Regions from separate parts of the Pan troglodytes genome. Here region 1 is linked to region 2. A link is a contact called in public Hi-C data. All regions are on one chromosome and are shown on one strand. Each heading gives the region's core, a stretch centred on a gene start, on an enhancer-like site or on the middle of the called end of the contact. The rest is flanking DNA. Distances are from core to core; before and after follow the strand shown. Region 1 overlaps NAV2 (neuron navigator 2). Region 2 overlaps NAV2 (neuron navigator 2).

What was found. A called contact is a pair of places that touch in the nucleus more often than the background predicts.
Region 1: a contact with region 2 is called in a Hi-C map of induced pluripotent stem cells, with 3 times the contacts expected there. The contact joins two enhancer-like sites. A contact is called at or near these places in 4 of 7 Hi-C or Micro-C datasets (blood, induced pluripotent stem cells and stem cell-derived neural progenitor cells) and 1 of 1 other capture datasets (stem cell-derived neural stem cells).

What each region holds. Positions count from the first base shown.
Region 1 is chr9:23,931,097-23,937,366 of NHGRI_mPanTro3-v2.0_pri, forward strand. All of the region lies in intron 7 of NAV2 (neuron navigator 2), which reads left to right. Among named protein-coding and RNA genes, the nearest start is that of DBX1, 260 kb to the right of the region's middle. Within about 2 kb of position 4,000, at least 2 of the 24 cell types and tissues checked have an H3K27ac peak or open chromatin away from gene starts, as enhancers often do. A contact at or near this core is called in induced pluripotent stem cells, where this site is marked.
Region 2 is chr9:23,585,045-23,591,005 of NHGRI_mPanTro3-v2.0_pri, forward strand. All of the region lies in intron 2 of NAV2 (neuron navigator 2), which reads left to right. Among named protein-coding and RNA genes, the nearest start is that of NAV2, 210 kb to the left of the region's middle. Within about 2 kb of position 1,722, at least 9 of the 24 cell types and tissues checked have an H3K27ac peak or open chromatin away from gene starts, as enhancers often do. A contact at or near this core is called in induced pluripotent stem cells, where this site is marked.

The sequences.
Region 1 (6,270 bases), core at 2,750-5,249, 350 kb after region 2:
CATTTGTATTGATTTCCATTTCAAAATTTTTGCTTAGAGAAAAGGAAGGCTGGGAAAGAATGACTTGTCCTACCCTTTCTGATCTGGGTGTTAATCTGACAGCAAATCTGCTGGGTTCACTGTGTTATTCAACTCATATTCTATGGAGGGCTTGTAGAGTGTAAACTTCTGCAAGATCATTTCTGTGGTGGGGTAGGGCCTCCCTTGGTCTTTGTCATTGCTGGAGCTATTATCCCAGGCCAGGGAGAGCTTAGGTGTCGGTTGGTTAGAGTGGGTGATAGCCATCTTTTTTTGGGAATCAGCTGTGATGTTATTATGACCTTCTAGCTAGAACCCATAGTTGTCAAAGGGCTTAGAAAGCCAACCTAGAGGTGTGAACCAAGGTGGCATCATTGAATTTAAAGAATTGTCTGGGATATTGCCTGGAATGGAACTCAGTGACCAGTTAGACCACCTGTTGAGGCTAAGTAGGCAGGATGGATTAGATGCTGCCAAATTTAGGGACTTCACAGATCACTGGAGGAATAAACAAGAAGTTGTATCAAAGTCTTGGGGCCAGTGTTCAGTTATCTCAGGAGAGGAGTTTTGGGGCCTTGCAATCAAAGAGAAAGCAAGTACTGTGAAGGCAGACCACCGCGTTTGAGTATTTGCTCTGCCGCTTCCCAGAAGTATGGCTCTGGCCAAATGTCATGGTCACCAATGCATCTGCTCAGGATGACCCTCAAAAGACCATCACAGGCCATGCTTAGCACCATTCTAGTGCTGTACCCCTGCATCCCCAGGTAACAGCTCAGGTGTGAGGTAATAAGACTTGAATAGGGCAGGTGCACAAGTCCGTCCAGCTTAAAAGTCACATATCCCAAGGGAGTATGTAACAGCCCCATAAGTATAAATTCTAGGGTTCCCACAAGGATTAGGCCCAATCAATTGTCATAGAACTCAGAGAAGCTCAAAATGATGGTGTCCTCAGGAAGTATTTATACCTCATTTATGGTTTTTCCCATCCAGATGTGTCATTTTTACCATAAGCAATGTGCTTAGTAATATAGTGGGCATTCTGTCTTTATCACATTTCCAGGGGAACAGTTAGCAAGTTAATCCAAGGTCAAATTCTCATCCAAAAGAGGGAAGGGTTTTGTTAATCCTTTTCCAACAGCAAGTTATCTTACCTCTCAGAGATTCAGTTGATTTATCTTTGAAGTGGCAACAGGCTTCTATAGCCCTAATGTTGGGAGAAAGTTAGATGTGAAGCATTCTTTCTCATTTTTTGCATAATCCAATTAAAACTCTAGACTGTTGTCTCTCAAGGTGTGATTCATGAGCCATCTCATCATCCCTTGAGGTAATTGCTAAAAAGACAAATCCCCAGGCATTACAAACTGAGTCCTTCTAATTCATATTTTTGAATAAAAGCCTAGAAGTTTACATTTCACACCCACGAGATCTTAAGGCACTGGAGCTTGAGAACCCTAGTTTTAGCAGGACTTCTTGGTTACCTTTAAAAGAGAACACCGCCTGCCGGGCATGATGACTCACGCCTGTAATCCCAGCACTTTGGGAGGCGGAGGCAGGAGGATTACTTGAGGTCTGGAGTTTGAGACCAGCCTGGTCAACAGAGCAAAACCCTGTCTCTAATAAAAATACAAAAATTAGCTGGGTGTGGTGGCGTACGCCTGTAGTCCCAGTTAAGTGGGAGGCTGAGACAGGAGAATCGCTTGAACCTGGGAAGCAGAGGTTGCAGTGAGCCGAGATCACACCACTGCACTTCCTCCTAGGCAACAGAGCGAGAAAAGAGAACACTCCCTTTTAATTGCCCTTTAATTCTCAGCAACTACTTTGTAGTACATTGTTATGGGGAATGGAGGTAATATAGTAAGACACCCAGACAAATGCCTAGCACATAGCAGGAGATTAATAAATGGGGAATCATTTAAATGTATGTATACATTTTGTCATATACATATTGAAATTTATTCTGAGAACCAGCAACTTACACTGGGTAGACTTAACTACTTGCATAGGTCTTACTTTCTTTTGGCTTTGTGCTATTGCCTCACTAACCTTTAGCAAAGTTCTTTCTTGCATTTTTCATTTTTACATTTTCATTGCTGTCTTGTTTCTGCTGAGCTAACAGATTCTTCCTTAGACTGGCAATATTAAAAAGAAAGTGTCCCTTTGAGGTCTAAATAGGGGAGCAGAGGGAATACAAGACAAAGAGGTGCTCTGAGGGAGAAGTTGGCTCACCTTGCCCTAGCTGGAGAATCACCTTTTGGCTCTTTGTCTCCTTGGCACTTGCAGAGCTTGGTGGTACTTTATGTGGAGGAGAGCACTGTCCTGTTCAGAGGAAGGGCGAGCACTATTAAAGCTGCCTAGAGAGGCACCTGAGTGATGTGCCCAACTGCCCTTATTCCACCCTAGCTTTTGTCCTTAACCTCAAGCATTACAGTCGAACATCAAGGTGAAAGAAATTGTATCCGGTGCAGTCTTTCGCCCCCTTTGGGAGTCATTTTCTTGATCTACTGTGTAATTTAAAAGAGTCTTCAGAAGAGGAGACACAAAAATCCCTCTAATGTGTGAAACTAATAACCTTTAATACTGAAGCCTTCCTTTTTTCACAGAGAAGAAGAATGCCACCATGTTTGTTTGTCTCTAAATATGGATACATTTCAAAACCAATGTGTGAACTTATGGTTCTGCTATATAACCTTTCTCTAAAATACAATAAACCTGGCTTTTTGTAACAGGGAGTAGAGAAAAAGAGAAAATAAATCATTTGGAAAGATGAACGATCTATTTGATTAGTCTTGTCTCAGGAATTGAAAATGACTAGTTGATGTTCATCCGATCTTCAGATGATAAATCTCAGCATTTCTCTTGCTTCCATCTGTTACGAGGAAACTATCACACATACATGAATTCAGTTTCATTTCAAGGATCATTGGGAGGGGGAAGTATTTACATTTCTGGGTGCTCTCATAATAGTCATTTTTATCAAGCTCTCATCTGTAGTCAGGACTTAGTTTAGTCATTCCTTAGTTTAAGGTCCTCTTTAAAAGTTTATTTCCTCCAAGTTTAGGTATTTGACAGTGTTCAACAGCATGAGAAGATACATACATTTTGGGATAAATGAAGCTAACATTTCTGTGAGCATATGTAGCCCATGTTCACAATGTGAAGTGCAAGCATGGAGTGCTGGTCAGAATGAGGAGAGAGACCCTGAACAGTAAAGCCTGGCAGCTCAGGTAGCTGCAACTACTTACTGAGGAGTTTCTTGTGAATGTGCACTTGGCTGCCTCTCTGGGCCAAGGACATGACATCCTCAGGCTTCAGTGACTCTCGCAAATAAAGTGCTTGTTTCTTAGCTGCAGCTTGCCTTTGTGATTCCATCAACGTGTGCATTTCATTGGGATACCAGTGTGTAGCCCACGTGCCAGGGAGCCATCTTCTCCTGATGAAGGTATCGGGGTTGCAATGAGAATATCTGAGACAATGGTCATGGTATATCTACTTGGTGGTGAGAGTGACACATGGGCCATTTGCAGGTGTCACACACTGTGGACGAATGGTCATGCTACACGCTGGTTTGTGCCAAGGCCTCATGGACACAGTTCACATTCTTAGTGTCCTAGGAGCTCCTGCCATGATTCCTTAGCAGTGGTTATGCTAGTTTTTATGATGGCAAGGCTCCCCAAACTTTGTGGACAATGCACAGATAACAACTGCTGATGGAAATCAATGGCCTGGCCTGCTTCCTTCATAAGAGCAAAGGTAAAGGCAGCCTCTTAACATCTAATGCTCCCTTTGCCTTTTTCAGAGTTGGAGAATCACAGCATTCTTCTCAAATGTGGAGTGGGAAATCTAAATGTGGAGTGGGGAAGCTATAATTACATAGCTTGGAAAAAGAAAAGTTTAAGGAAAAAAAAAAGTCCTTTGGCTCCAGGACAGCCTAGGACTGTAAGTCACTGCTGCCCCCTACTGCCCAAGTTTTGTGTGTGTTTCCTAGAGGATCCTTGGTTTCTAGCCTGGCATTCTCAGGCACTGTGCTTGGGAGGATAATAACTTGCAGACTGTCTAAATGCTTTCTTCCAGACAGGGCCTCCCCACATTTGTTTCCTCAATTTAGGAGAATGTATGTGAAGTGGAGAAAACCCACAGTGTGGGTGTGATCAGGTTCATGTGGCCTAGTGGAAAGACTTTCTCTTGAGTGGTGAGGAACTGACAGCAGGCCTGAGCTAAAATTGGTCTTCACAAAGCCGTCCACCCACTCACGTGGGCAGGCAGCCAGCTGGTGGATTCAAGGATCAGGTTTAGCCCTAAGGAGAAGGATTTTTGAAGGCACTAGTTGATTTTTGCTGCAAAAAGGGTATGCTAGATTTGGTTCCATTTTTAAGAGGCAAATAATTCTAAACCAGACTGTATAGTGTGGAATAAATGATTCTCTCCCTTATTTATTATACATTTGTGTACTTGGAATTCAGTCCTTCATATATTCATGTGTCTGAGGTTATTTATTGAATGTCTTCTATGTACCAAGCATTATGCCAGTCACTGAGTATTCAAAAGTGAAAAAGCAGATTATTTCTGCCTGCATGGAACTTAAAGTCTGATGGAAGAGACAGTAAACAAATGCAAACAGTATCGTTACATTTTGTGGTAACTGCTCTTATAAAAAAAAAAGAGGGGTACTATGAATGAACTTAATTCTCTGGATTAGGTAGAAACTTAATTCTCTGGACTAGGTACAACCTCTTCAGGGTGAGACCCATAGCCAAAGTTTGCAGGGTCCATTGTGCCCACGATCCCCATTCTCCCACACAATGGTTGGAAATAAAGGATGTTTTTGAAAACAGTGTTATGGACAGAAACCAGTTCCCTTGCACAAATGAAGATCTATATCCTGAACTAGCTTTTTTCTTCTCTCTCTGGACATAGGGAGTAAAAGTAAAAAAAATACAGGGAGGCAAACTTTGGCTCCATATGTATATTGTGAAAAGAGCTTTTCACATTTGTCTTCTCACAGTTGAATAGGCTCTCTTGAGAGTAGTGAGTTCCCTGACCCCAGAGGTATTCAAATAGAGGCTGGATCATCACTTGCTAGGGATGCTACAGGTGAGGTTTCTTACAATAGCCGGTAGGTTGGAATAGATTTTCTCTAAGATTGCTTGCAAATCTAGCATTTAATTACCCCAGGCAAGGGTAAAGTTGGTGTGATTTGTTCTGGAAGAGTCTCCTCCACCTCAGTAATTTCACACATATCCCCACAGTTTATTAGAGTTCCCAAAACCCCACCTTTGGATTGGTTCCCTTAAAAGTATTCATTCATTCCAAAAATGCGCTTTATTTTTGAGGGTGCTACTTGTACTCTAGGATTCATTTGTATGCTGGAAAAAGACTGCATCTTGTGTGGATATGCCTGTGTGCATTTGTGATGACCTCTTTTGCTCCATTCACATTCTTGAGAAGATTTCTCCCTTAACTTCACTTAAATTGTCTTGAACTTGCCAAGTTCATGCTCAGAGGCCATCAGAGAGTTCACAGGCAAGGATGGGTGCCACACAGAAGAAATCATGGCTACTTCATGAGAAGTCGCATGTGTGGTTTCCACCATTTAACACTTGGATAATTCCTTGCCCTCATCTAAGAGCCAGATAGGAATGTTCATGCAAATTATTTTTTTAAAAATCTATTTCACTGACATGCTGTAGGGGGCAGTATTCATTAAGGAAAACCAGGGACAGAGTCCAGGAAGAGCCAGTAATTTCGACCTTGTAGGGAAGAAACTGGGCCCTATTTTTAACTATTTCTGTATACTAGAGACTCATTCAGTCTGTCCTGTTGTTCGTGCATGAATGAGGCTCTGACCTTCAGTAATGAACCTTCTTAGGGGGCCAGGATTAATTTGGCTTATGTTAAATTCATCTGGCTTGGAGTGAAAACCAGTGAATACCTGTGAGGGAGAGGGACTTTTCCATATAGGACATATGTGCTAGGGCAAGGATTCTTACCTAGGTCACCTGACTCCAAGCTTTTGCTCTTTTAGCCACAATTTGAACCATTTCAGGCTCATACCTTCCAACACAAGTAGTGTTTACCTCCCCCAGAACATCTTCAAACCTGTTACTGCCTAGGAAATAGATAATAATAAAACTTGTGGGAGCAAACCTTTTTTTGGACCCTCTCATCTTGATAAGTTTGGTGAAGCAGGTGCCTTACTCACCCCTATCTTCCCAGCCCCTCAAAATGAATGGTTTCAAATCATAGCCACGTATG
Region 2 (5,961 bases), core at 472-2,971:
TCCCCTCCTTCTCCTCTCCTCTCCTCTTCTCTCTCTCTCTCTCTCCACATCTCCTCTCCTTTCAAGAGGACATTAGCTCCCTGACTGCAACCCTGGGGTCTTGGGGCTTCTGAGGCCTGCAGGCTCCCTTCCCTTTGTCTGAGGAGGACGGGGGAGGCAGTGAATTATTGATGAGGCCTGTGCTCTATGGATGCCCAGGGCTGAGACTGGGGTGGCCTGGGCCCCTGGAGAAGGCAGCAAGACTGGTCAGTTTGGGAGACAGGACAGAGCCTCTTGGGGTGTAAGTGGCAGGGAGAGGCGGGGGAAAGGGCTCATTGCCTTTTGGCTTTCATTTGCCTCTTTGCGGTGCCTGGGGCTGGGAAGAGCAAGAGCTGGAGTCACTGGGAATCCGTGGACAGATGGAGACACCAGAGGGGAGGCGTGTGAGGCGTCTGCAGGGAATTCACAGTTTACAGTCATTGAGTGTTCAGCCTCCCCACTCTGCCTCTCTACACTTCTCTGAATCAATTCCCAGAAACCCAGGGGCTGTTCCATCGGGGCTCAGGGGCGTGGAGCCCAGGGCCTGTCCTGCTGGGCCCTGTGGCCACCGGCACAGGAGCCACCCTCTCCCCTCCTCCTCACTTTTCTCCCATCCCACCCAGACCGAGCAGAAGCTCCCCAGCCTGAATCCCATTTGGGTCAAAGAACACAAGAAAAACTCCATTTGTCACAAGGCCATGGAACAACATTAAGTGGAACCACTCTGTGACATGAAGGACGGTAGGACCGTAAATTATTCAGCCTCACAGACATTATAGGCATTTTGGAGAGAAAGTGAAAAAAAGATTATTTCAGCGCTGTAGTGTAAAAGAGCTGAACAGCATTCATTGGCCAGCGTGCTGTGAGGATTTTCTGCCTTAAAGTAGCTCTCTCCGAGGGGCTGTTTCCTGGGCAGCAGTTCCACCCACCAAGGAATTTGCTTACTTCTTTAGCGTTAACATTGCATTGTGAGAGAGTGTGTGTGAGTGTGTGTGGGGGGGGGGGGGAGGGGGGAGCTGGATGGGGGTGCTGAGACCATCCTTCTCAAGGCAGGGAAAGGAACGCGTAAGCTGAAATTCTTTTTCTTGTCCTCTGCAGTTGTGGAGCGAAAAGGAAGGCAGGTTTTGCCTCCAGTCTCAGCATGGCTGTGTAACATGCTCTCCATGGATACATTTGTGCAGGAAAATGTCCCTTGGTGAGGAGAGGCATTCCTGGTCCCTTGCAAGAGCCGGGCTCAGAAGGACTCTTGGGAGGGCAGCATTCTTTCAATGCACAGCCCCATCTCCAGCCCAGATGGACCTTCAAGCCAGAACCTTTGTCTAGAAAGCCCAAAAATTCCTGGAAATCTAGAGACAGAGATACAGGAGGTCAACAGCCCCACCCCTAATCTTGGGCTTCTCACTTGTTAATTTCATTGTCTTGAGCAGGGCTCTCTGAAGTCAGGGGAAATGTGCGGATTCTGTTCCTGGGGTTCTTCCCAGCTCGTTTTGGAAGGAGTAAGAGAGATATGGGGGCCTACCCCTGCTTTAGTTCATCCTCCCCCTTGGGGATGCCCACCCAGGCCTCAGAGCCTTCATCGGAGTACCAATATACAGTAATGCAGACCACACACACACACACACACGCACACACACACACACACACACCTCTCTCCCCTCCCCATCACCCCAGGATGAGCCAGGGAAGGCACTGACCAGCCGATTTTCAATGCCTAGGAAATGGGAGCTTGGGCTGCGGGTGGCCTCAGCCTGGTTTGCATCTTCACCTCTGGGAAGTATTGTTTGTAACAAACTGATGTATTTAACAGAAGAGCACATGCAAATATGCCTTGGCATTGCAAATTGAATCCAGCCTTTGCTGCTGCAGAGCAGGTCTGGCCATTCCCTTTCTGGGGAGACACACCACAGCTGCCAGGGCTCCAGGGACCCAGACTGAGGAGAGGTACAGAGGCAGCACCAGCCTCTCTGTGCCAGCCGGGAAGTCATCAGATGGTGGAGGCCCAGAATGGGTGGCAAACCCCTCGTGGGCTTTTAGCAGAATTGTGCTGCCCTCTGCTGGCGAGTTTGGGTGGACTCAAAGGGCTTCACGCCCAGTAGAAAAAGAGGCTGCTTTCTGTTCCCCTAGCAATCAGAGAAGGGGACAGAGCATTTCATACTGAAAAGTTGTGGGAGCTCTCTCTCGTTTTTTGTTTTTGAAATTCTGCGCTCTAAGCCAGGAGGCAACACAAAATAAAGGTGGCCAGAGGGAACTAATGCTGGGTTAGAGTCTTCTAAGGGCCTGAAATCGTGCTATGACATCTACGTGCAGGCATTTACTTTATTCAGAAAGCAACTCTGATAATTAGAATTTAGAATTTTAATTTGAGAAATGAGGACAGTGTGGCTCAGAGAGGTAAATCAACTGTGCCAAAGCCACACAGCTAGCCAATAGCAGAGCCAGGATTGAGTTTGGGCTGTCTGATGCCAATGCCCACACTAGGCCAACCTTACAGTTTATGATTTGTCTCTGGATGTTAGAGAGCAGGAAGTGTCTAACCCTCTGGGGGAGACCCCAGGCTCCATTGCCCAGCTCCTCCCCACTCATGGGGTAGGCTTTTGTTAGAAAATGCGTTGCCCTGAACCCAAAGCTAGTAGAGGCGCCTCAAGGAATGGAAACACTGCTGGTCTGGCTTTGTGTTCTAGCTCTGCTGTTTGTGGGCTTTGTGACTTTCAGGCCACTTGTCCTCCAGGGTTCTGTTTCTCGTCTATAAAATGAGGGAGTAGGTAAGGATGAATTAGATGGTTGTTTATGGTGGTGGTGTTTTTGCCAGCAAGGACATTTCTTAAAAATGGTTTTCTATCCACTTTGGGAGGCCGAGGCAGGCAGATCACCAGAGGTCGGGAGTTCGAGACCAGCCTGACCAACATGGAGAAACCCCATCTCTACTAAAAATACAAAATTAGCAAGGCGTGGTGGCTACTCAGGAGGCTGAGGCAGGAGAATCACTTGAACCCGGGAGGCGGAGGTTGCAGTGAGCTGAGATCGCATCATTGCACTTCAGCCTGGGCAACAAGAGCGAAACTCCGAAAAAAAAAATTAAAGATAAATAAATTTTTTAAAAATGGGGTTTCTATCTCATACATACCACGTTTTGCAAAAAAAAAAAAAAAAAAAATCTTATCTACCCATGTATGTATGTTGTAATAATTTATTCCTTTTCAGTTTTGAGTAAACAAGATATGTGACTATCTTAGATTGGGTTCCCCGATAAACAGATTCTGAGACAGGGATCAATGTACAGGAAATTGGGGCATGTGCTGGTAATGCCATCAATGAGGTGGGGAAGCAGAAGCTGGCAGAGGGAGAGGTGGAACCATGAAACATGCACGACAAAGGCCTCAGCTGGTCCCCAGGTAGGTCTGGGGCTGGGAAGAGCTGCAGAGTGGTCCCCACTGGGGAAAGCAGGCCAGGCCTGTGCACTCCCACATGAATCAGGCAAGGGCTATCACCTTGGGCAAGGCAGCTCTTTTATCCAGTGCAATTCCTGGGGACGGACTAGCCATAAACCAACAGCAGCCAACACTCCCAGACCTGGGGGGCTCTGGGCAGCTCACCACAGCATCCACTCCAATCACTGTGTACTCATAAGAAACAACAAGCAGCAGTGAACTCCAACCCGTATGAGTTTTACATGGGGAGGCCTTATTGAAGGTCAATGTTCAAGTTTTATTAGCTGTTTTGGAAGTAAACATTGCTCACATTTTTGCCTTCCCAGATTTTTGCCTTCCCAGGTACTAAAGGTTCGGGGACTCTAGGTTGAAAATGTGGCTCCTTCTTTCTAGCATTCTCTGAGGGTGTGGGGTTTGTATGTCCTGGAGACCCCAAGAAGATGCCACCACCAGGGAACAATAGTGAATTTCTCAGCAATAGTGAATTCCTCTGCTCCCATGGTGCCTGGAAGAAGATGTACCTTCCTCGAGCCCACCCAGCCCCAGCCCCAGCCCCAGCCTGAGTGCACAGCTTGGTAGCAGAGCCTGACTAGAGTTCAGCCTGTGCTTATCACCTGGCTGGACACCCTTGAGTGGGTCACAGCCTGTGCACCTCTCCCTACAGACCCTGCCCTCCCATTTATCTTTCTCCTCCTCAGCCTCCCTTCCCTCCTCCTTTCAAAGCCTTCGCTCTTCTTCAATCCTCCATGTGCTGATTCCATGTGCTTGCAGCTCCCCGGGGACCAGGAAGGGTGTCAGCAACTTGAAAATGTTCACTCTGCCACTGCTGGGAATCTTGCCTAAGGAAATAATCTAAAATACAGGAGATCCTTTATGAGAGAAGATACTCATCCTAATGTCATTTGTAAAAGTGACAGGTTCAAGCCATTGTAAATGGTAAACCACAGGGGAATGTGAATTATGGTGCATCAACAAAATGGAATATCATGCCACCATTAAAAATTATGTGTGTAAGAAGCAATGTGAAAACATGTTTATGGTTAGCAACACAGGCTACAAAATTATACTATACAACCTGACTGCAACAATATGAACGAAGTAAACAGTTAAAGGGTGGCAGGAAAATCTGAACTGCTCATGGGCTTGGCTGGAGGAACCACAGCAGGGATCTCTTAACCCTTTTTGTGCCACAGACACCTTTGGCAGCTTGATGAGCCTATGGGCTTACCAGCATGTTTTTAAATGCCTGAAATATAAACCATAGAATTTCAAAGAAAACCAATAATATTGAAATACAGATATCAAAATGTTAAAATAATTTTTCAATATATGTGCTTCTTTTTAATACCTTAAGTAACACGATCTAGCAGAAGATCAAACAATTACTATACCTATAAGGTAGTGATGAATTCAAGTAATATTTTAAATTACATGCAATAGCTAAAATGTGGTATAAAAATGTCTAAGTTTCTGTCAGTGACAAAGTTGTCTATATAGCTAAAACTACTGTTATTTGATGCCAAAATTCATAATAAATGACCATGCTGTATTTTGGTTAGATCATGACATAAAAACGTCATTTTTCCTATCCAAGTTCATGTACTCTCTGAAATTCTTACTAGTCTTCTAGGGGATTTATGGACCCTGATTTTAAAAATCCCTGTATCAGAGTTCTTTACTTCTTTCTCTTTATTCTCTCTAATTCCAAAATTTTACATAATAGACATGCATTGCTTCTATCATGTAAAATAACCAAGGAATTTTAAAATTAAATAAGCAAATGAACAAAGAAAATATAATTCAGGCTTATTAGATCACTGGATGATAAGGCAGTAAGTGCTCTCAGATGCCATATCATTTAACCCGCAGGTTAAATTCCACAAGAGACATGGTATTAATGTAGCCATTTGGCAAATGAAGACATTGATGCCAACGGAGGTTAAGAGACTTGTCCAAGGTCACACAGTCAGCAAATGATGGAACCAGAGTTTGAACCGAGGTGTATCATTCAAACCCAGACTCTTACCTGTTAGATCCACTGAGCCTGGCAATCTATGGCTTATGATGAGTAAACTGAATGTTTTGTTTGTAGAATTGATTTATTTTAGCCACTGTGAAGTAATCTCTTCACATGAATGTTTCTCCTGCTGAAGTACATCTGCCCTTGATTAAATGTTGTCTATGCAATTCATGGACAATCGATGGTACTCTAGGCTCTGAATGAGAAAACTGGAACTTCTGGTCGCCACAAGTCTGCTGATGGCTTAGGCAGGGACATTCTGTCTCCCAGGGGCCCTATCAGTGCTCATGTGGTCACGTAGACACACTTCAACTTGAGCTTCAGGTGGGATGCTTCCCTATAAGCAGTGAACGCGAAAAGCCTTGGCTAAAATGGGACCCACACCGAACACAGAACAGAACTGGGGCTGCACTTCCAGTTGAGAAGCATAGGGTGGGATCAAGAGGTGGCTGAAGGGATGGCAGATTCTCAAGCTGCATTCCTGCAGTCAGGATG